Regions from separate parts of the Oryctolagus cuniculus genome. Here region 2 is linked to region 1. The links are chromatin contacts, called in public Hi-C maps. All regions are on one chromosome and are shown on one strand. Each heading gives the region's core, a stretch centred on a gene start, on an enhancer-like site or on the middle of the called end of the contact. The rest is flanking DNA. Distances are from core to core; before and after follow the strand shown. Region 1 has its middle 25 kb from the start of CCL1. Region 2 holds the start of LOC127484461 (large ribosomal subunit protein eL33-like).

Region 1 (4,749 bases), core at 2,177-4,676:
AGAGTTACGTAGTAAGAGGAGAGGCAGAGAGAGAGAGAGGTCTTCCATCTGATGGTTCACTCCCCAATTGGCCGCAACAGCTGGAGCTACGCCCATCAGAAGCCAGGAGCCAGGAGCTTCTTCCACGTCTCCCACATGGGTACAGGGGCCCAAGGATTTGGGCCATCTTCTACTGCTTTCCCAGGCTATAGCAGAGAGCTGAATCAAAAGTGGGGCAGCCGGGACTTGAACCGGTGCCCATATAGGGATGCAGGCACTGCAGGTGGCGGCTTCACCTGCTACGCCATAGTGCCAGCCCCAATGCCTGATCTTAAAGGTAGTGTGTCTGATACAGAGCACGTGGAGCGAGCTCCTCAGAGATCGTGCAGGAGGGAGGAGGATACATAGAGAGGGAGGAATCCCACCCACCTGGGCTCTGAAGCAGTGGAAATAAGGATTGGAGGGCTGATGTGGCACAGTGGGCCAGGCAGCTGCCTGCGATGCCTACATCCCATATAGGAGTGCCAGCGTGAGTCCCAGCTGCTGCACTTCTAATTCAGCTGGAAGCCATCAGGTTATGACTCAAGTGCTTGTGCCGCTACCACTCACGTGGGAAATCCAGATGGCATTTCTGGCTCCTGGCTTTGGCATGGCCCAGCCCTGGTTGTTACAGGCATTGAGGAAGAGAACCAGCAGATAGAAAGCTCTCTCTCTCTCTCTCTCTCTCAATCTACTTTTCAAGTACATGAGAATAATTTTTTAAAGATTTAATTTATTTTATTGGAAAGGCAGAGTCAGAGAGAGAGAGAGAAGGAGGACGGAGAGAGAAGTCTTCCATCCACTGGTTCACTCCTCAAATGGCCTCTTCAACCAAGGCTGGGCCAGGCCAAAGCCAGGAGTCAGGATCTTCTTCTGAGTCGCCCACGTGGGTGCAGGTACCCAAGCACTTGGGCCATCCTCCCCTGCTTTCCCAGGAGCATTAGCAGGGAGCTGGATTGGAAGTGGAGCAGCTGGGTCTCAAATTGGTGCCCATATGGGATGCCAGTGTGAAATAATTGTTGGAGATAAACTGTAGGGGGTCTTGAATTTCAGAGTGGGAAGCAATAGGGTTCCCGAAAGATCCAAAATAACAAAGAAGGAGAAGAACACTCTGAGGCATGCATAAGGAAGAACACCTGATATCTGAGTGCAGGGTGGAATGAGGGAGGGACAGCTTGGGAGAAAGCCATGGGGGTGATGCCCAAGAGACCATGAGGATCTGTGTGGGGATGAAGCTTAGGAAAATGCAGCAGGCAGAGGGATGACATGTTGGATGTTGTGCAAGAGGGGAACAGTAGACCTGTGACATAGGCCCATCCCTTACAACCTCACAAAGCAGCTCCTAATTAGCTTATCTTGGGGCCAATGCTGTGGTTCAGTGAGTTAAAACCCAGGCCTGCAGCACTGGCATCCCATATAGGCACCAGTTTGAGACCCAGGTGCTCTACTCCTGATGCAGCTCCCTGCCAATGTGCCTGGGACAGCAGTGGAGGATGGCCCAAGTGCTTGAGCCCCTGCTCCCATGTGAGAGACCTGGGCTCCTGGCTCCTGGCTTTGGCCTGGCTCAGTTCTGGCTGTTGTGGCCATTTAGGGGGTGAACTAGCAGATGAAAGATACCTCTCTGTCTCTCTCTCTCTCTCTCCCTCTCTGCCTCTGTCTCTCTGTGTGTGTGTTTCTTTCTCTCTGTAACTCTACCTTTCAGATAAATAAATCTTTTCTTAAAAAAGAATTAGCTTCTCTCTGCTATGGCATGAATGACTATGCCCCTACAAAGCTCATCCTAATCTAATCCCCCTCATCCTAGTCCACCTGGGGTTGCCATTCCTAATACCTGAGTTTGGGGACTGCATAAAAAAATGAGGGGTGGGAGCTGTGGCATAGTGGGTAAAGCCACAGCCTGCGGTGCCGGCATCGCGTATAGGAACCAGCCTAGTCCCAGCTCTCTGCTATGGCCTGGGAAAAGCAGTAGAAAATGGCCCAAGTCTTGGGGCCCCTGCTCCTGTGTGGAATACCCAGAGGAAGCTCCTGGCTCCTGGCTCCTGGCTTTGGATTGGCACAGCTCCAGCCACTGTGGCCATCTGGGGAGTGAACCAGCCAATGGAAGACCTCCCTCTCTCTCTGCCTCTGCCTCTCTGTAACTCTGCCTTCCAAATAAATAAATAAATCTTTTTTTAAAAGAGAAACAAACAAATAAATAAATGAGGATTATTCGGCTCATGATTCTAGTGGCCGGAGTCTCAGGCCGCATCACACCATGACAGCAAATGGCTACAGCTGTGTGGAGACGGGCCCCACACTGCGACACCCAGCCCACTGCACAAGCCCAGCACCAATCCGCTCATGAGCACGGGGCCGCATCACCCCCATTTCCAGTCCTCCTCTTAAGGTTCTGCCACCACCACACCCCGGCGCTGGAGAGCAAGCTTGCAGCGCGTGCCAACCGCCCTGGCAGCAGTTGGCAGAGGCATCAGGGGGCAGTGAGGCCCCGAGGGGTCTGCCCTCCTAAGTGACGCCAGTGCATTTATAAAGAAGGCCTGCGGGGGGCCGGCGAGGACACGCGGAAGGCGCCATCTGGGCAGAGCAGGCCCCTCTCTGGCCCCCGGTCCGCGGCAGCCTTCCTCTTGGACCTCCCAGCCCTCAGAACTGGGAGCAGCATGTTTGCGTTGTCTGTAAATGACCCTGTGTCAGCTGCAGAAAGGATTGAGACACTCTCCATCCCCACACCTCCAGCCGGACCCTGAGAGCTTTTGCCGGTATCCATTCAAAGGCACACGCCTCCTCTTCCCGGCAGCTTCTTGCGGTCAAGGTCTCGCTGAACTTCTTGAGCTCAGCCGCTTCTCCTGCAGACGTGTGACTCACCATAGTGAGGCACCCGGACAAGACTCCCCACGGAGAGAAGGGAGCTTCCTATCTCGTGAGCCGGCTCCTCAGGGCCTGCTGTCCAAGACGGATGTGCAGAGGCTCAGCAGGCTTGGAATTCAGCACGCTGGGAAGCAGAGGCGGCGGGAGACCTGGATCCTCATCTCCAAGCTGACCCAACTCTGAGTCACTCAGGCTAAGTGGACATCCCCGCCTGACCTTAGGATGGCCCCTCCCGCAGTGAGGGTGACCCCTGGCCACAGGCCGGAGCCGCGGAATGGGCGGTCTCTGACAAGTCTCTCTGATTTCACACCCATGTCTCTTCTCTTGGAAACACGGCCTGAGCTGTTGGCTGGGCAGAGTGGGAAGTTAAAATGTCTGCAATTAAAACCCTGGAGCCAGCCAGGACCTAGATTATTGAAAACAAAAACAAAAACAAAAACAGCTCACATAGCAGACAGACCTGCAGATAAGCTTTCAGAGGTCACTCCAGGGAGCTCCTGAAGCCCCAAGAGCAGTAGGCAGAGGAGGGCCCTTTCCAATCTTAACCTGTCTCTTCCGCAGCTTCCAGGACCAATGGGACGTGGAGATGGGGGTCCAGATTTTCACAAATCCCAGACCACAAATCCAGAATCCCAAGGGCAGGAAGACTCACTCTGTGCTGACACCACCTGTTGGTTTTCTCCAAACCTTACCCAGCTGCACTGTAGAATTTTGTCATTACATTTAAATCCCAGTAGCGTTAACCACTGCAGAACTCAGGTACCACGTCATCATTTTAAATGATGCTTCACTGCCCTGACCAGAATAGCAGTATTTTTAGAATCCACATCCTTACGTAAACTGGTTGGAATCTGAGAGCTGCCAGTCACTCCCTTCCTTGTCGACCAAGGGCAAAGAAGCTGGGTGGTCCCGGGAAGGCGACAGATCCTCTGGGGCTCGGTGGATGGCTTGTGGCAGGCTGTGACTCACTCTACTCTCTTCACATCAGCTCTCAGCGCCCCTCACGCCTTGCTGGTGGTGCACAGGCTCCCCCTGGTGCCCTGTCAGGTCAGGAGTGTGCTCGGCCTGTATACTTGCCTGAGGCAGGAAGTTCCTGAAAGAGAGCACGCTGGGAGGCAGCCATCCCCCCAGGCAGGGCAGGGACAGCTGCTTTCTGCTCTCCTGCCTCTGGCTGTTGATTCTGGAAGTCAGGCTGTGGGCTGCCCACAGTGTCCCTGGAGGATCGGTGCGCAGCGCTCACCACGTTGACCCTGACCATACAACTTGCCCTGGCTTCTCCTCCATCCATACAACATGCCCGGGCACTCTCTCTGAGGTGCCCCAGTGAACTGTCTGCATGCAGGTCCTCACTCCGTCTCTGTTTCACAGATTCATCTGTTCATTATTCTCCTTCTCCTTGGCCAATACCTGGATCTCAACCAGGAGGTTAATGGAGGCCAAGGTCAGGAACTCAGCTGGACACGTGATTGGTGTGTTGCCAGGGCTGGGACTGGAACTAGGACTGGAGCCTTACCCAGTGTGTTTTTCAGGGCCAGGCTGAGTTCAAGAGAGTGGCCCACAAGTCGGGGCTGACAGGGCTGGGTCTGAGTTAGCCACATAGCTAGGTGACATAAACATGGGTTGAGACAACATTGACATCTGTCAAGATAACGGAAGCCAACTCAGTGCTGGAGAAGCTTCCAAAGCAAAATATAGAAATTTGGAACATTGGGGAAAACTTTGTGATGTTATCTGGAATTAGGTATTGTATGAACTCATAGTGTTAAGGATATAGATTGATTAATAGATAAATGATTGATAGGAGGAAGGAGGGAGGGAGGAAGGATGGCGAGGGGGAAGAAGGGAGCAAATGGAGAGAGAGACAAAGGT
Region 2 (4,336 bases), core at 650-3,149, 98 kb before region 1:
CAACGTATGACTTGTCAGTCACAAGGAAGAAAGGAACACAAAGACACAGGACTGTCTTTCCAATGAGAGATTTTATTGCTTACACACCAGGGTTTTTTTATCACACTACTCATCAGCATGCTCACTGAGGTCAATACACTTATCAATACCAATATACTTATCAATCTATACTATTTAATACACTTATCAATAAATTTAGCACCACTACTTAATCATGACTTAACTACTTAACTTAGCTACTTAGCTTAATGTAACTACTTACCTTCTACTTAACTTACTTACTATAATACTTAACTATCAGAGTAACACTATTTCCTTAATGACTAAAGGACTACGGGAATCAATACCATTAATATCAATAGCAATAATACTATTTGAACTTATTCATTAATCCACAGATCACAGTATACAGTGTTAAAGTAATTTTGAGGGTTATCCAATTATAATAGTATATGTACATCAAGGTCTCCAGCATTATTTACAGATACCTTGCATAGGGGTCAAAACATAGGGTCAAAGCAAATAATGACTAACATTATTTATAAAAGCTGCATTTTCAAAGTTCATGTCACGATCACGAAAAAGAGTGTCAGTGTTCAAGGTCCAGAGCTCCATGTCTTGGCAGAGACAGATCTTGGATCAGTCACTTACAGGCAGGACGTCGTGGGAACGCTGGGCAGTAGGCTCAAAGTTCCCAGGTGGATGGCCAGGCAAGAAGTTGGAGAGGTCCCCTGCTGAGAGGCCTGGTCTGGCTCTGTGGTCAGGTCTGGCAGTAGGCTGATAAGGGGTCCAGGCAGGGTGGTGAGGCGGCATCTTGGCTGGTCCGGCACGGTGGCAGGAGAGCAACGCAGCAGCCCCGCTGGCCTCTTAATCCCGTTGTCGCCTTGTGCCGCATAGCAAATGCTAGCGGGCTGGCTCTTCGGCTCCAAGTATGAGGAGATCCAGAGGTTCACACGCACTAGGCACACACACACACACACACAGAGACAGTGGGGTTACAGCTCAGGGAAAGCTCTGCAGGTCGGCTTGTGCAGCTACCTGCTCCATGCAGAGTAGCAGGCTGCCTCTTTAGCTCCAGATGTATGGAGATCCAGAGGTTTACACACACCGGGCCATGATCCCCAAGAGGATGGAGAGTGGTGCAAGGGCTCCCCTTTTTATCCTCATTTTCCAGCAGTCCTCCAGCTTGCCATCCTCCAACCTGTTGTCCAATCAATGTTTCTTCCTTGCTTGCAGTTGAACAGTCCAGTCAATACTGTTCCCACCTTACTTATGTTTTAACAGTCCAGTCAGCATGGGTAGAAAGGTATTGTCCATAGCGCACTGTTATCTGACTGACCAGAGATGTCTGCTTGGTATGATTAGGAGCGTCTCCCTAACAGCCGTTAGGCATTGCCTCAGCTCCTGACTTATAACTCCACTTTACTTTTATTTGTGGCTAGTGGTAACTTTTTTTCCACTTTTATTTATTTACTTTTCAATAGCTTAAATCATTGAGGGGTACAGCATCACACAGATTCTGTGTCCAATGGCCTTCGCAGGAAGGTTGCTTCGGAATTTGTCATGAACCATGCCACTGTTTCCGTGAGCATGAGTTACCTTTCCCCAGATGACTCTGGTTTTGTTAGGTTTGCCGCCAGGAGTCACTGTGTTGTTCTTTGCTTTGTACACATAAGCACACCTCTTGCCCAAGTAGAATTCAGTTTCATCCCGAGCATAAGCACCTTCAATTTTAAGCAGTGCCGTGTGTTCCCTTTGGTTCCGGAGACCTCGCTTATAGCCAGCAAAAATGGCCTTGCACCACAGTCTTCCAGACATAGCTGCCTTCTAGAAGTCCTGCTCCCTGCAGGCCTCCACAGGCTCCAAGATGGCGGAAATAGAGCACTAGTGGTAACTTTTTAACTCAATGTCTTACTGTGGAGTTTCCACAGTTCATTTCCTTTCCAGGTAAGTGGTGATCTGTGACTTTTTGAGATTCCTGTGGGATTCTCAGAGCCTGACGTCTGTCATTCAGAGAAACCTCCTGACTCAGCTCCTAAAGGAGGATGATGTGTGAGGCCTTAAGGAACTCCAGGTCAAGCTAAAAGAGGGGCAGGCATTTGATCAAGATGCCCACATCCCATGTCAGAGTGCCTGGGCTCAACAGCCATCCCCAACGCCTGTCTCCAGCTTCCTGCTACTGCACGCTCTGGGGAGCAGCAGTGACGGCTCAAATACTTAGTTCTCTGCCTCCCAGCCGAAGAGCAGGATGGAGCTCCTGACTCCCAGCTGCAGCCTGGCCCAGCCCTGGCTGTTGCAGGCATCTGGGGAGTCAACGGGTGGGTGGAAGTGTTGTCTGTCTGTCTCTTTCTCTCTGCCTCTCAAGTGAATTGATCAATCACAAATTTAAAGCCCAAAAGAGTTGCTTCATTAAAATTGCTACCGGACGTTGAGGTACAACCACACTGCCTGCACACTGCCCTCTGGACGGCCATCACATGCAGAGTGGAGACGCACGTCCCCTGCCCCTGCCAAGTCCATCTGCAAACATCTCCCTAAGGCCAGTGGTGCCCCATCCTCACCCTTCCCCTCCCACTTAGCCTGTCGTGGGCTCTGAGTACCCTGTTCCAGCATGTCACCTCCCCACAGCACAGCCAGTGCCTCCTGAGGAAGCTGTGTGCCCTTCCATCGTCCCATTAAACCCCAGGCACAAGCTGGACCCTGAGGCTTGTCTGTGCCTCCCCTCCACTCACACCCCCGGTTCAGTTGGTAATCACCCCCACCACCACCACCACCGGCATGTAGCCTCTGAGGCTCCAGCAGAGTCCAGTCCCCACCACTGCTTTGCTGTTTCCAACTTCCAGCAGTCCAAGGTCACTCTTCCCTTCCCATCTGCCCTCCCTTGTGGCCCCGTCTCACACTGAGGACGTTGGTCCAGCCAGCTGCCAGGCGGCCCAGGGTCCCGGAGGTGTTACTGCTCTGTGCCTTCCCTCCCACCCCTAGCCACTTCCGCACCCCAAATGGGAACTTCACATCCACCCTCCCAGGCCATCCCCGGCTGCACTGCCAGCTCGAGGCTGGGTGATGTTGCTTGGAGAAGGTTCAGACCCCCATGCAGAGGAGAAAACCACTGAACACTGAGCCCCAGCATCCACGGGGAAGTCGGTTGTCCTCTCAGGCCCCAGCCTGCCCCCACACCCTGGAGTTCATCCTCAGAACCGAATCCCTCCTCCATCGCCTGTTCCCTCCTGCCCCGGGGTCCCGGCGGCCGTGACCTTCCACCCGCTAATGGAAACAAGTGTCTCCATCAGGAAGTTCTGCGCAAGGAGGTTCCTCGCCCCTTTCTCACATGGAGAAGCGGGCTCTTTGTTCCTCTCCACTCCCTTCCACGAAAGGCTTAGAGATCTGAAACTGCTGAGCACGAGGCACCCTGAAAGCATTTTCCCAGTGGAGCTGCAGCTTCCTTCCTCGTTCCGTGAACTGGACGATGGCAGCCGTTTGTTGTCAGCAGCATTTTCCCTTCGGGTCACCACACGCACATTGCACATTCGCAAAGGCACAGACTCCACAGGCCCTCCCGGCATCGTTGGGCCCCCGGCCCCACTCCCCAAACCACCTCTGGATGTGGCCCTGAGTGATCCTGGAAGACCAGATGGGAAGGCAGATGAGGAAAGACAGCCAGGGAAGTCAGACGTGGGAGCTCAGGCCCAGGCAGGAGCTTGGTTCTGTGTCTGGCCTGAGCTCGTCACACCTAGTCCAGGAGGCAGTACCCGCCTATTGCTGCTTGCAGGCTGGGGAAAAGCCACAGAGGCAAAGAGTGACTTCCAAGAGGTCAGAGATTGACCCCTCTATGGTGAAAGGGAATTTGAGGCTAAAGACACATCAGGCCCACAGGCAGCTGAGACGTGACAGGACAGCCAGCCTGATAAGCCAAGGTCCCCAGCAAGCAGCCCAGGCTGACCTTTTAAGGAGCTCAACGGACGAAGAAACAGTAAAAATAAAATAAACAGTCACTGCCTATCCTCTGTGTGCCAAGCAGTATTCAGGGCTATATATCTATTCTATCACAGCCCTTTGGAAATGGAGATCCAATACAGAATCCACACTGTACTATTCATTCTTCTAATGTGTATAGTCTGTGGTTTTTGTAGGCTTTCCAAGTCATGCAAGCATCCCCAGTGCTTAATTCCGGTACATCTCATTATCCCAGGGCCACAAACCAAACAACCCCATAGCTATGAGTGGCCACTCTGCCTCTTCCCAGCCCACAGGTCTATGTTGTTATCTCTCCTAATTTGGGCCTCTTCACCCACAACTGGTGCGGTTCTGTGGCGTGTTCCATTTAGCATGATGTACT

The links. Hi-C and Micro-C count contacts between places; a contact is called where the count stands out from the background.
Region 2: a Hi-C map of embryonic fibroblasts shows a contact between it and region 1, with 7 times the contacts expected there. The contact joins the promoter of LOC127484461 here to the enhancer-like site in region 1. A contact is called at or near these places in 5 of 6 Hi-C or Micro-C datasets (ear pinna, embryonic fibroblasts, psoas muscle and 2 more).

The regions. Positions count from the first base shown.
Region 1 is chr17:39,874,933-39,879,681 of mOryCun1.1, reverse strand. No RefSeq gene overlaps it. Among named protein-coding and RNA genes, the nearest start is that of CCL1, 25 kb to the right of the region's middle. Within about 2 kb of position 3,426, at least 1 of the 8 cell types and tissues checked has an H3K27ac peak or open chromatin away from gene starts, as enhancers often do.
Region 2 is chr17:39,972,275-39,976,610 of mOryCun1.1, reverse strand. LOC127484461 (large ribosomal subunit protein eL33-like) reads right to left here and starts at 1,899. Exons shown (of 1, transcript XM_070061072.1): 1 at 1,467-1,899. The coding sequence starts at 1,818. The coding sequence ends at 1,486.